Regions from separate parts of the Hordeum vulgare genome. Here region 1 is linked to region 2. Evidence: chromatin contacts called from public Hi-C data. All regions are on one chromosome and are shown on one strand. Each heading gives the region's core, a stretch centred on a gene start, on an enhancer-like site or on the middle of the called end of the contact. The rest is flanking DNA. Distances are from core to core; before and after follow the strand shown.

Region 1 (6,055 bases), core at 3,127-5,626, 170 kb before region 2:
CCGCCGCTGGTGCTTGGCCACAAACAGGACACAGAGGAGACAGAGACGGTCACCCTACACCATCACCGGCTGCGTGCAACCGGTGAAATGGTGAAGCAGCATGGCTCGCTGCCTGCCACATGTATGAGTCCAGAAAAAAGACCATATTCGAAGCCTTCGACTTTAAACTAAAACCATGACACTTATTTTGGATCGGATGGAGTGCTGCAGTATTACAGCTGTGAAAACTGAGCTCTAATCATCGGTAATTCAGACGCTCATCAGGCCCCGTTTGGATTACCGGTTTGCTTCAAAATGCCTCTGTAATAAATACAGACCTACAACCATCGTTTTCAATCCAGGCAGAAATTATAAAGCGACCGGTAATGTACACCTGTAGAATAAATCCGGGTGTATATATTTACACCGAATCCAAACAGGGCCTCACCAGTAATAGAAAACCCGAGAAGCACAAATCCAGGCCACATAAGCAGATTTTCATCTCTTATGCCGAAAGCAGCATCATGGTGCGCCAAGATGCCTAGTTAATAAGATGTTGCTTATACAAGAATCAAATGGGGACATCAACAGGCTCTGCTCATGGGTAGTAGCTGTTGACATTAACCTGATCCTCCCCTCGCAAAATAAAATAAAATAAAATGACCCTCAGAATATACACAGGCAGAAGATTATTATGTAGAAATATGTTCCTTCTTTGCTCGCACGGCATCGCCTAGGAACCAGGATGAGATCTACCACTGCTGTTGCCGCTGTGAAAACCCAGCTTATTTAACCCGAAATAACCGAGCCCAGAAATGCTTACGTAGCTCCACCCAGAAGAACCACATGAACCAGATGAGCCCAGAAACGCAACCGGGGGGAGCGAGCCAGAAATCCCGAGATTCAGTATCACCGCTGTGGAAACCGGGCCCTGAAGGTTCAGCACCAGAGATGTGACTGACAACGAGACTCTGAACACCATTGGTTCAGCATCATGAATAAACGAGGCATGGGAACAGATTCAGGTAGACAGAATATCGGGTCCCCATTTATGCCGAGAGAGCGATCCGGGTCGTATACAGCACAGATGCACAATACATACGAGTATGCTAAGATGCCCAGGGCAATGACTATAACAGCGAGATATCGACAGACTCTACTCATGAGAAGTAGCTGTCCGCATTATTATGAATCCGATCCTATCATGTTTCACAGAAAGGAGTAGTCAAGGGGAATATGTATCCTTGCAGTGCAAATGTGGGGGAATACTGCTATTACATCAACCCAGAGATCACCCACAAGTCAGGATAAACCGAGAAATGCATCCTGAGTTGCGCCACAAACGGCGAAATTTTGTTACTGCTGTGGAAACTGAGCTCTTTCTCACCAAAAAAATGGGAGAAAAAAAGACTGAGCTCTGATCATCACTAATATTTCAGACACATGTCAGTCAAGAAAGATACTCTATCAAGTCTCGGCAAATATACCATTGTACTGCAAACATGTGCAAACACCTTCTTCTTTGCTCACACAGCATCGCCCAAGTAAGAATGAAACCGAGAATCTTAAGTTCCCATTTATGCCGAGAGCGATCCAGGTCATACCTATACAGTCCGATACATGCTAAGATGCCTAGGACCATTGATTGAGTACAACAGCGATGTCGACAGACTCTGCTCATTAGTAGTAGCTGTCCACATTATTATGAACCCGATCCTCGGAATATACAGGGACAGAATATATACTACTATTAGCTTTGCCATGTTTCACAGAAAGGAATAGTCAAGGGGATCACCACCAATGTAGTGATGTAACACCTGTGTAGAAAGAAAGTACAGAGGGGAATTAACAGGGGAGGAGGTAATTTTCCGCCTAAGGGAGACAAATAAGTTGGACATGATGATAGCTTTGCTGCTATGTTCCGGTGTCTCATGGCATGACACCGGATGACCTAGTAAGAAGCTAAATTGCTTTCTTTCCTGTTCTATTATGATAAAATGAGATCATTGTCGCCAAGATGCGGGGGCCTCATGCAAACCTGAACTTCATGCTCCTCCGGCCCGACACGGTGCTTCGGGACCATGATCTCCAGCCCAGTACCGGTCTCGTCGTAATACGCCTCGATCCTTGCGTTCTCTGGAATCCTTGTGGCCAGAGGTATTTCCCTCACGAACTCACCGGGAGGGCAGTGCTCAGGGGAAGGGTCGGTCAGCTTGAAGGTCCTGTCGTGCCTCTTGACGAAGGGCATGCGGGCGGTGCTCACACATGTTATCTTCACGACGCCGTGCGTCAATGTGTTCCTCCAGGTGACCTTCACGCTGTGTGGATCGGATAAGAGCATGCTCACCATGATCAGGTAGCCTTCATCATCCTCGTATATCGTCTTGGCAGCAGTAACAGGCCCACTTGCGTGCTTTGCCACGCCAGTGAAGTCGTGCATCCACGACGGCTCACCGGTGTGTACTTCTACCTCTTGCTCTCTGTCGGAACAGGAATTATTGGCCATCACACAATCCTCTTCTACGCCATGACCAAAGAAGTCCTTGCGACGTTTGTGGCACTTTGGTGAAAGGTCCATCCCATCATCTGATGACGGCGGTGTAGATAGGTTCAGACCTGAACCATTCAGTGCCTTCTTGTGATTATTATTATTATGAGAGGTATGTGCGACACTCTTTGATGCTGCTGGCTGTGGCCTATCAAGCTCAAAATCAGTGCTTGGAAGATTCCTCCATGACTCAAAGTCACTGGCTTCAGATGGTATTGAGAAATTAAGCTCCCTTCCTGTAAGTTCAGCCCACCTCTTCATGTCAGCCTCAGGAACTGCTGTCAAGTTTGGTGAATTCACAATCTCAATGCCATGAAGGCACTGTGGGTTGGACAGACCACGGTAGTGCTTTCGCTGCATGCGGTGCGACCTTGAAAAGCCCTTGTCCGCACTGAAGGGAAAAGATGGCTCCCCGTGCTTGGAATGCCCATTCATGAAACTCCGGAGCTGCATCTTCCCAAGGGCATTGTCAGGCCGTTCCTTAAAAACCCACATGTACAAGTTCTCCATGTCATGCTGCACCAGGAAGACATCAAGGCGGAGATCGGACTTGTCAAAGCCGGAGATGCTCCCAGATGCGTCCCGCGTCACCTTCTCCTTTGCCTTCTCCACAAGTGCAGGCCTGAAGTAGTGATTGAAGAAGAACCAAGCTCCCCAAATGCTGTCACCCCTCTTAGCGCACTTCCTCGCGCCAACGCCGACCGCGGCACTGCCGTTGCCAGTCGCCTTTGGAAGTGTCAGCGCAACCTCAGACTCATGAGTGTGCGTGCCAAGGCCGACATCGAAAATGTCAAATGTGTCAAGGCTCCACAACACAGGCGGCGGGGAGGGGTCTGCTGACAGCGGGACGTTAATGTCCGGCGGGCCTTGACGCACAGACTCGTGCCGCGGAATGATGAAGAGTTCCCTGTCAGCACTGGCGCCAACCCCGTTAACGCCGCCCCCGCCGCCGGAGGAGTCGGCCGAGGCCGGGTGCGACCCCGCGGGGTCCATGGAGAGGAGGGTGCAGGGATGGCTGTTGCTGTTCTCCATGGAGAGGGAGGTGAGGAGGGGCTCTCCTCCCATGGAGAGCTCCCTCCTCTCCTTTTCCTTGGTCCTTCCTATCCTTGCCTGCTCTTCTTCTCCTGCCTCCTGCTGTACCTCCTCCTCCTACTGCCTCTCCTCCCCTGACGCCCCAGTCATGGCACGGGTTTCTCACGGGGTTGCCCCATAAAAGGTGAGCCTTTCTGCCCACCAATCCACAGATCGAGATTTGTGACCAGGAGCCCTTCCTTGTTTGGAAACAAAATCGAGATCTTCGAGCTGAAGGCCAATCCGACGCCGCAGACCTGCAAATTCATCGACGAGGAACAGAAGTTACTTCTCACAATCCTCAAACGAACGGACGCCATTAACAGCACACGAATTAGTACTGAAATCTTGAGCCACAGACAAGCCCTCTTCCCGTTCTAAGCAAGCCGATTCCTCCCCCTGGATACCTACAGGCTTAAAGAAATTTCACCCGGAGGAACCAATCTTCTCTCGAATCATGCCGGAGCAAACCTTGGGAATCTCACTAGCACCCAAGAATCGCCGACGAAAATGAAAAGGAGCGGGGGGGCCTTGCTCTGATCTGTTCTGACCTTGGAAGGAGCGGAGAAGGGAGCTTCCGCGAGGCCGCTGTTCCCGTGGAGGAGGCGCTCTCCCGGAGAAGGTGCGCGGGTCGACGGGGCCGCGGCCTGAGCTCTCGCCGGAGACGCGGGGGGCGGAGCGTGGAGGGGAAGAGAGAGGGGGAGAGGGAGGGGGGCGGGCCAGCCAAAGAAGAAGAGGGGTGGCGTCAGCGGGTTCGGGTCTCGGCTCGTCTCGTTGCGGGTCGCAACTCGCAACCTGCAACCGCGTTTTCCCCGTTTACCTTTCCTTTTTTCTCCTTGGTAGGAGTGTATGTATAAATAAACTCGATTGAATTTCACCTGGATTTCTCAAAGATTTGTTCGGATTTTTTGGAGCATGTTTCCAGGGCCGATTTTTACTGCATGAAACTTCTGAGAGCATCTCTAGCTAGACCTGGAAAACCCGCCACCCGTAAAAAAACATTTATGAACGTACTTTCTGCGGTACGGCGAGGCCTCCGATAGGAAAAGATACCATAAACTCGCCACGCAAATGTTTTGCGGGTTGAGTTTACAAGATCTTTTCTGCGTCGAAGACCACACGATATCGCAAAAATAAAATAATAGAACAATTGACAAGTGGTTGCGGTTGAATACATGATATGTGTATATACATCATTACTTCACCATCATTGTAGTTCATCACATCGAAAATCATGCGCAACATATGAGGTGGCAAGTTTGCGTGATGAAACAAAATAAAGCATGATCAAATGACCACCAGCTAAGGGGAAACCGAGCAACATCCTCCTTGTTGTGAAGATCGTCACCATCACCATCGGTCCTAACACCTCCATTACCATCATGCACCTTGACTGGAGAATGAGCACCAGCATCTTCAACAACTTGGATCGAAGAACGAGCACCACCACCATTCTCTTGTCATTGCATCCATGCCCTAAGGATTCATCATAATGAACCGGTCCTCCTTAGTGGTCCTCTTGTCCTTCCTCTTTTGCTCCTCTAGGGCGAACTTACGCTTCTCGAAGGTAGACCTCTTCTCCCATTTCTCCTATTTGTGCTTCTCTTTCTTCTCATCCATGGCCACTTTAGCATCCCAATGCTTGGTTAACATGGTCTCTTTCATCTTTGCCATCTCACCAATTTGATATCTCAAAGTGGTTGCCTCGACCACACTCTTCACTCTTGCTTTCTGCTTCTTGTTTCCATCTGTTCGCCCTTGTTTCTTCCTCTTCTTGTTGCATCATCACTATCATCATCTTCATATTCCAGTTTGAGGAAGGCACCTTTCTTTGGAGGAGCTTCCTTATCCCTCACCCTCCACTTCTCACTATCCCCGAGCCATCGCCAACAATGATGAAGAGTGAATAACCGGCCGTTGGAGCCCGCAGTTTGCTTGAAATATTCATTGGTGCGATGGGATTCTACACATTGACATTGAGACAAGTCTGAGCACAAACTCTTATCAACCCTACCAAAGCCAAAGAAATGAAGAAACACTCAGGTAATCATCAATAGTGACGCCACTTGGAGGTGCATTTTGCACTTGCTCCAAGCACCTACTCCAATGACCACAAGTTTTGTTGATGATATTACAACGACCTTGAAGTGATTTCAAGGTCCGACCAGATGGGTACTATATGATTTGGTGGTACTTGTTCTCCATCCTTTGCCAATAGTTTCCATGGCTTCGATCATTTCTCACCACATCGTCAAGTGGGACACTCTCCCATGCTTGAATCAAGCACACATCCTCCGTCTCCATGTAGTTTCCGATTCTTCCCGCCCTAGCATCATACTCGGCCTCCTCAATCACTTGCACTTCATCACCACCGCCATTACCTTGATCCACCTCCGCCTCCACCTCCATGTGAGGCATATCGAAATCGCCAAGGGGAGCACTAAAATCCACCGCACT
Region 2 (6,778 bases), core at 1,330-3,829:
ATGTCAAGTTAGCTAATAACCAAAATGTATTGAATGCCAGGTGCACGAAATCAAAGCCTTCTGAGTTGACAAGTAAAACAGGAAACAAAGCAAAATGAGAAGAGAAGCTCTAGACTAATTGCAAGCATTTCGGAGGATCATAACAGTACAGCACCTGAACATTCTAGTACAAATACACACCGGAAAAGTGGTGTTTACCGGTGTAAAGTTTGTTGCAATGAGAGTACATGGTTTAAGTTCATGCAGATGAAATAGCGCATGGTAAATGAAAAGGCCTACAATTAATGCATATGTTCCTGAAACAGAACTATAATGAAGGATGTGGACTGTGAACCAACCATGGGGCGCTACGAAAATCGTAAAACAGCATGTGAGGTACGTGACTAGGAGAAACTATTCCGGTGATTCTTTCCTAGAAAATATTTCTAGGCATAATGTTAATGCAGGTAGTAGATGGAAATACTTAAGACACTTCCCAGGTAAATTTTGAAGTCTAACAGTATAAGTACCATGGAGACCAAAGTTAAACGCATACCTTCCATCTGATTGCTGGAGTTTTTTCATCGACGCTAGAAGAACCTTGCTATCAAGGTTTAGTACATCATAACCTACAATCTTCAATATAGCAAGAGCAGAATAAGTGCTTGCTAGATGGCTACCATTATGGCAAGGGTCCTGAAACAGAGCACAGGTCAGTATATGGAACTGTCACAATAAATAAATGAAATGGCAAAATATGTGGACTCATATGATGAGAAAAGGTCGAGCCAAGCATTAATCACACATACCTTCACCAAATTTGAGGGAAATTTAGTTGTTCTAGAGCCACAGAATCCAAAAAATTGCCCTACAAACGAGTTAACTGTTATGTAATAAACATGGCATCTAGAAATACGAATTATATCCATCAGAAGAGTCTTCTTACCATTATGTAAGTCGTCGTTTGCCTCAGGGTGTACTTGAAACGACAAAACCCATTTGGCAATTTGATCCTTGTTAACCTAAAAAAAAAAAGATAGGTACACAAATTATTGCTACATTACTTCTTCCTGAATGGTCAAGGTGCATAGGTAAACTGAAATTTCCCCAATAAACAGTTCAACTAGCAACCTAACATGGTTGATCATTCTAAAAGAACTTCAAGTCCTTAAAGTGAATGCTGGCAGATAGCTTTTCCTTTAAAGGCTCGGAACATGTAAAACGTCTTTGATGTTTCCATCTGGTTTATGCAATTTACCAGAGGGAAAGTATGCTGATCGATAAACTGGGAAAGCTATTATCATGTGTTCACACAAGCAATCAACATTAAGAAGGATAACCTTAATTGTCAACCAACTAGACGGCTCCCAACAGCATGAATAATTCAGCTAAAATCCTATGGGGCTTAGACCAAATAACCAAAATTACGGGCACCAGTGCCACTTTGTTGCTACAACCCAGCATAAACATCATCTGGGCCCCTTTGCTCTTATCACCAGACACCAAACCTTGATGAAGTTAGTAATGACATCTAGTTGTCAGGCAGGTCTGCATCCAATAACCTCGCTAACCTCTAACTACTTTGGGAGTTAAAGTCTTAGTGGACTCAAATGCTTAAGCCTTGCAGCTAGCAGTTGCTGTTACAAGCATTCCACGACGTTGATCTGCGAACTGCGCTACGTGTCCCCATAATCCTGATAATTGCATTCAGCGCTTATGAATGCTACTCAAACCTATCCCTAGGAACACATCGAGTAATTTTTTTCATACTTTTAATAGCTGTGCACAAGCATCCCTCGTTCTGAAGCAGACCAGGCCTGACTGTTCGATGGCGAATTGCCTTGAAAAGTCTGTACTGTTCGACGATGGATTAGTATGTTATAAATACGTGGAGCGACTTTTTTAAGCCCTGAGTGATAATACTTGAACCTGTGCACATCCTTGCAATTCGGTTCAGAAATAAATACAGGGCAGCTTAATTTCAGTCGCCGCAACCAATTTTTTCAAAAATTTGCCACCCTTTTCTTTTACGTCGTAGCGCAGAAACCTAGTGATGTGTGTGCGCGTGCTTGGCGAATTTTGAATAAACTCAGCACAAAGCATGCAATGGCCTAGTATAATCACTACACCCACGCGAGATCCAAAGCTACGAACAGAGACAACAGCCACATCTAGAACAGGACAGATCACTCAGGAAATTCCCTAGAATTCCGCGCAATTGGTAGCAAGCGTGGATGGAGTACGTGCCCAGAGGGCGGTCAACGGGGTGGATCTCGGCTTCGGCTTACCCGGTGGAGCTCCCGGAGGAGGGAGAGGCCGGCGACGGCGAAGTAGGCGAGGGTGAGGTGGTTGACCTCCTGCGTGGCGTAGCCGTCGGGGAGCTCGGACGACATCATCTCCAGGAACGCCGCGTGGCGCGCGCGCGCGAACCCGGCCGCCGCCTCCTCCGCCTCCTGGTCCCCCATCTCCGGCCGGTCGCCGCCGTGGAAGGAGAAGTGACGGCCTCCGCGTCGCCGCCGATTCGTCGGGGCCGGTACGGGAGCACGAATCCTGACGCGCTTGGGACTTTGGGAGATGGGGACGAGATGGCGGTCCCACTTGCGTCCGGTTTCCGACCGTGCCGCACTACACCATGTTTTTGTTTTTCGAGCGCGGGTATCGAAGCAATCTGCGCTCGCGCGCCGGTCCAACCGTTGGGTCGGTCGAGTTTCAGCCGTCAGATTTAGCCCCTCCGAGACGTCATATCCCGTCGTCCTCATCCCTCCTATCTTCAACCTCTCGCACGGGGAAATGAGAGAAGCCCGCCTCGCATGCACCGATGCCCCAGCACGCGCCGACCGCCTCGCCTCACCTTCTCACCGCTGGCCGCCCTTCACAGGTCGGTCGCCGCCTGTCGCCGTCCTCGTCGCCCTCACCTATGTCGTCTTCTGTGCGTTTCTAACCTCCGTGGATGTAGCAATGTGCGCTCATGGTTGCAACCCTTGTAAAAAACAATACGGTTGCAACAAAACAGAACGACAAATGTAGCAAAATTGTATAATGGTTGCAACTCGCCCATGTCAACGGTTGTAGCAAAAAACAATACGGTTGCAACAACAAAAAATGACTGATGTAGCAAATTAAGGACAGTAAAACTGAACCTAAAGCGAGCCTTCTCAACGATTTGAGTTTCTGGCCGTCTATCCTCTCGATCAGACAATTTATGGCCGTTAGATTTGTTTTGTGCGCCATTGACGTTTCCTGGGCCTACTGTCCTGAGGGACGCTACTCCGAGAGAAAAATCGATGGTTTCTGGTTAACTGGGTCAAAGGAACCAGCCCATTAGGAAGCATACGGACTTTGCGTGGTTCCCGTGGGCATGTGACGATTGGTCTAAGCGGCCGCCTCATCAGTACCATCCCTTCTCGACCCAGGATACGAACCATTGGCGGCACCGCCGCTGTCCTCGTTGCTCCCCTCACTTTTCAAAGTATGTTCCTGTCGCCTCTTATCCTCATCGCTGCTGTAGAGCTCCTCTCCTCTCTGTCCTTGGTTTCTCCTCTCCTCTTTGTCCTTTGTGTAGCGCCTCCTCCCCTCCTGACATGCCGCCGTTCCTCCATCTACGACGCCCAGGGAAACAAGAGACTTGCCCGGCTGCGCCACCGCCAGAATTGGCCTTCGGGGCGTCAATCGATCCGCCGCGAGGTAGAGGTTGGACGGTGCCATGCCACCACCCGCCGATCTCCACCTCACCAAGCTCATCGTCTGGATCCGCCTGCTCCTGATCCGGATGATACCGTGCCTCTGACCCTTCCGGCCACCTTAATTTTGTTTTCCCTAACTTGTCTGGTTTGATGTTGATCTCTTCTCTTCCTTCCAGATCTTGCGCTCAGTATGTTCACATCTATCTGTTCTATGGTGAACTCTCAACACCATAGATTATGCAAAAGAAACATCTACTAATTAATGAAAATGGTGATTAATTAGTTCCTGGTGTAGATCAAACAAAAGATTGTTAGTGTGAACCATACTGAGTTTAGATACAGATGGAAGCATATTTTGATGTGTATTCTGATTTGTTTTGTATTTCCTTTGTTGCAGGATTGGCTGAATTAGGGTCGAGATTTTTTGCTGGCATTGTGTTGTCGAATGAAATACTATTTGGAAATTCCTCATAGTATTATTGTTTGTCCCACTCCTATTAATTCTGTGGAGATAAATAAATAATCGAATTGTTGTTTACTTCAACAAAGTCATGCCCCTGTACAACAACGGTTATAGATGATGTGCCTCTTCTTCCAACTGGACCCTTTATCTACATGTTCATCCCACCATAAGAACACACCACAATGGTGGCATGTATAACAAGGTGCTCCTAGACGTGACCGACGATGTATGTAGCTGATTAGGCACAAGGGCAGCCATAAGGAATCCACTTTGTTGTCTACTTATTATGTACATGAAGAGGAAATGTTTTCTTTCTAGTAACTGTATTACCTTTAAGGGCTTCTGCATACTCCTCAGAAAGTGGCAATTTTATGTTGCCAGTCGCATCTCGCAATGGAGCTGATTCTACTAATTTCTTTTGTTTTCTGAGTTTAATATGTGCCAAACGATTTTCATTGGCATGCCACGTTGGGTACTTAGGGAAGAAATTGTCTTCAGAATTGGACTTTGTTCGTTTATTAGCACGGGCAGAAGAAGTCGGGGCTTCGGATCCCTCTACGACGACATGATTTTGTTTTTTGCGCATTGTAATACTACTTTTCTAATTCACCTGTTCCATACAACAACATGATATGAATACCAGAGGAACTATTACTTAAGCAATTGTACGGCATAGTAAAATTGATGGCAAAAGATGAAAGGTTAATACGCAGAGTAATTACCTGTCCAAAAGCCATTTGAGATGATGAACGTGTGAGCACAAAAATTGACAGTACGAAGCTGCAAAATCTGCCCAAATCTATCGAAGCTGCAGAATCTGCCCAAATCAATCGTCCACACGCAGCAACAGCAACACCTGAACATATTTTGTTGTGAGAGGATATGGGTATCCTTCTTGTTCGATGATATGAGGACACTGCAATTTATAGGTAACATATCTGACCATGTCGCTCAAGAAAATGTTGCTGCTTGAGTAGGGTGTGCATAGATACGCAGGGAGGGAGCATTATATATAACCAGTGGGCACATGAAAAGTTTTGCGACTTTACAAGCCATGATTGCGAGCTTGAAGGAGGGCAGAGCAGTTTCTAGTGGAAGAGGGCCATGATTGCGAGCTTGAAGAAGGGCGCAACAGTTTCCCGTAGCAGAGGCGGCTGGCATTACGTCGCCCTTACCTGCGCCTCCGCGGATTCCTACCAAAGTCTGGCATGCCCTGGATTGGATCGAATGACCCGGATCATCTCCTCCGGTCGCTAAAATCGACCGGACATCCTCGGCTCAGGTGTACGGATTGCGCTCCTCCGGTCGCTGGGATCCACCGGAGGGAGCCAAATCGATCGATCCCTCGATGGAACCGACCGCACCGGCAGTCCTCTCCGTGGCTCGGTCGCACCAGCTCCTGCGGCTATCTTTCCTCTTTGCGCTTCGAGTCAACGCAAGGCGGGAGTGATTGCAACGGGAGGATTAGTGAACGGAAGGTTTGCGAAGCCGATCAGCGGGACTCCTTCGAATGGGCTGCTGTAAGGCCCAATGCACAAAAGGCCTTGGTTTCGGCCCCTGGAGGAGCAGGCCACATGACAGTCGGGCTAAGTAAAAAAGACTGCGCGGATCAGCTTCAGGAAGGACGTAATCCAACGGCCAGAAACTCCTAATTAAGGAAACCCAACGGCCCAAAACGTCTAATCGCTGAGAGGGCAGGGATTAGGTGCAGTTTTACTGTCCTTAATATCCCAAACAACGTGTGCCATGCGCTCCTGAGTTTTACATGGTAAAAACTGTAATCCTAACTGGTTTTCTTGGTTAATGCAGATGAACTAATACGTATTACCCTGACCATTCCCACTGTTTGTCCTTGGAGAAAGAAAAAACATGAGCTAGCAGGGAGAAAACTTTTCGATCATATATTTCTGAAATGGTAAATCCTTTAAATATGTTGAATTATCTTTGCCACAAGGCAATTAGTTAATTTATACAATTTGAAATTTCTAACTTTACTTCCATCAGTGTTAACTCAAATGACTTCCATGCCATCTCTTTTGCTTCAGAGGGGTTGGTTACTGTACCTGTTGACTAGCAACTGAAGTTCTCCAGCTGTAAACTCTGTCAACACTTTAATCTTGCTCTATTCCTGCCCCCCCTACTACATATTGGGTTTAAAGGGTAGCAGATGTCTATATATGGATCTCAAGTTATGGCATAGTCTATATATATTAGCATTTATATTTTGAAAAATCACATTGTCCATATTCAGTTACAAATAGTGAAACTTGCACTACTATTTTTGCTCTCTAATTCATATGTACCTTTGTGATGTTCAACATACTCATATGTGATAATAACCACTGTACGAACAGGCTTGATCAAATCTCAATAGTTGTCCTCGATCACTTTTCCAATTACATGACTCGCATTTTCACCGCCGGCAACTGGCAAACAAAGTTTGATGTTTTCATTCATGGTGACTTCAGCAAGCAAGCAAGCACACAAGCAAACAAAGAGCAGGCGAGAAAAAGGGCGAACGAAAAAGGCAAACGAAAAAGGCAAATTGGTGAAGTGGGGGAGAGGAAAACGAGAGGCAACTGGCAAACAAAGTAAATGCAAGAGATGAGTTTGCGACACCTACTTGGATGAGTTCTTGACTTGATCTTCCTCC

The links. A called contact is a pair of places that touch in the nucleus more often than the background predicts.
Region 1: a Hi-C map of seedling shows a contact between it and region 2, with 2.0 times the contacts expected there. The contact joins the promoter of LOC123442701 here to the promoter of LOC123442696 in region 2. A contact is called at or near these places in 2 of 6 Hi-C or Micro-C datasets (leaf and seedling).

What each region holds. Positions count from the first base shown.
Region 1 is chr3H:24,901,930-24,907,984 of MorexV3_pseudomolecules_assembly, reverse strand. It overlaps LOC123442701, which reads right to left and starts at 4,376. Exons shown (of 2, transcript XM_045118818.1): 1 at 4,150-4,376; 2 at 1,705-3,855. The coding sequence starts at 3,592. The coding sequence ends at 1,967.
Region 2 is chr3H:24,726,827-24,733,604 of MorexV3_pseudomolecules_assembly, reverse strand. LOC123442696 (geranylgeranyl transferase type-1 subunit beta) reads right to left here and starts at 2,579. Exons shown (of 11, transcript XM_045118813.1): 1 at 2,268-2,579; 2 at 926-1,001; 3 at 789-847; 4 at 536-675. The coding sequence starts at 2,444.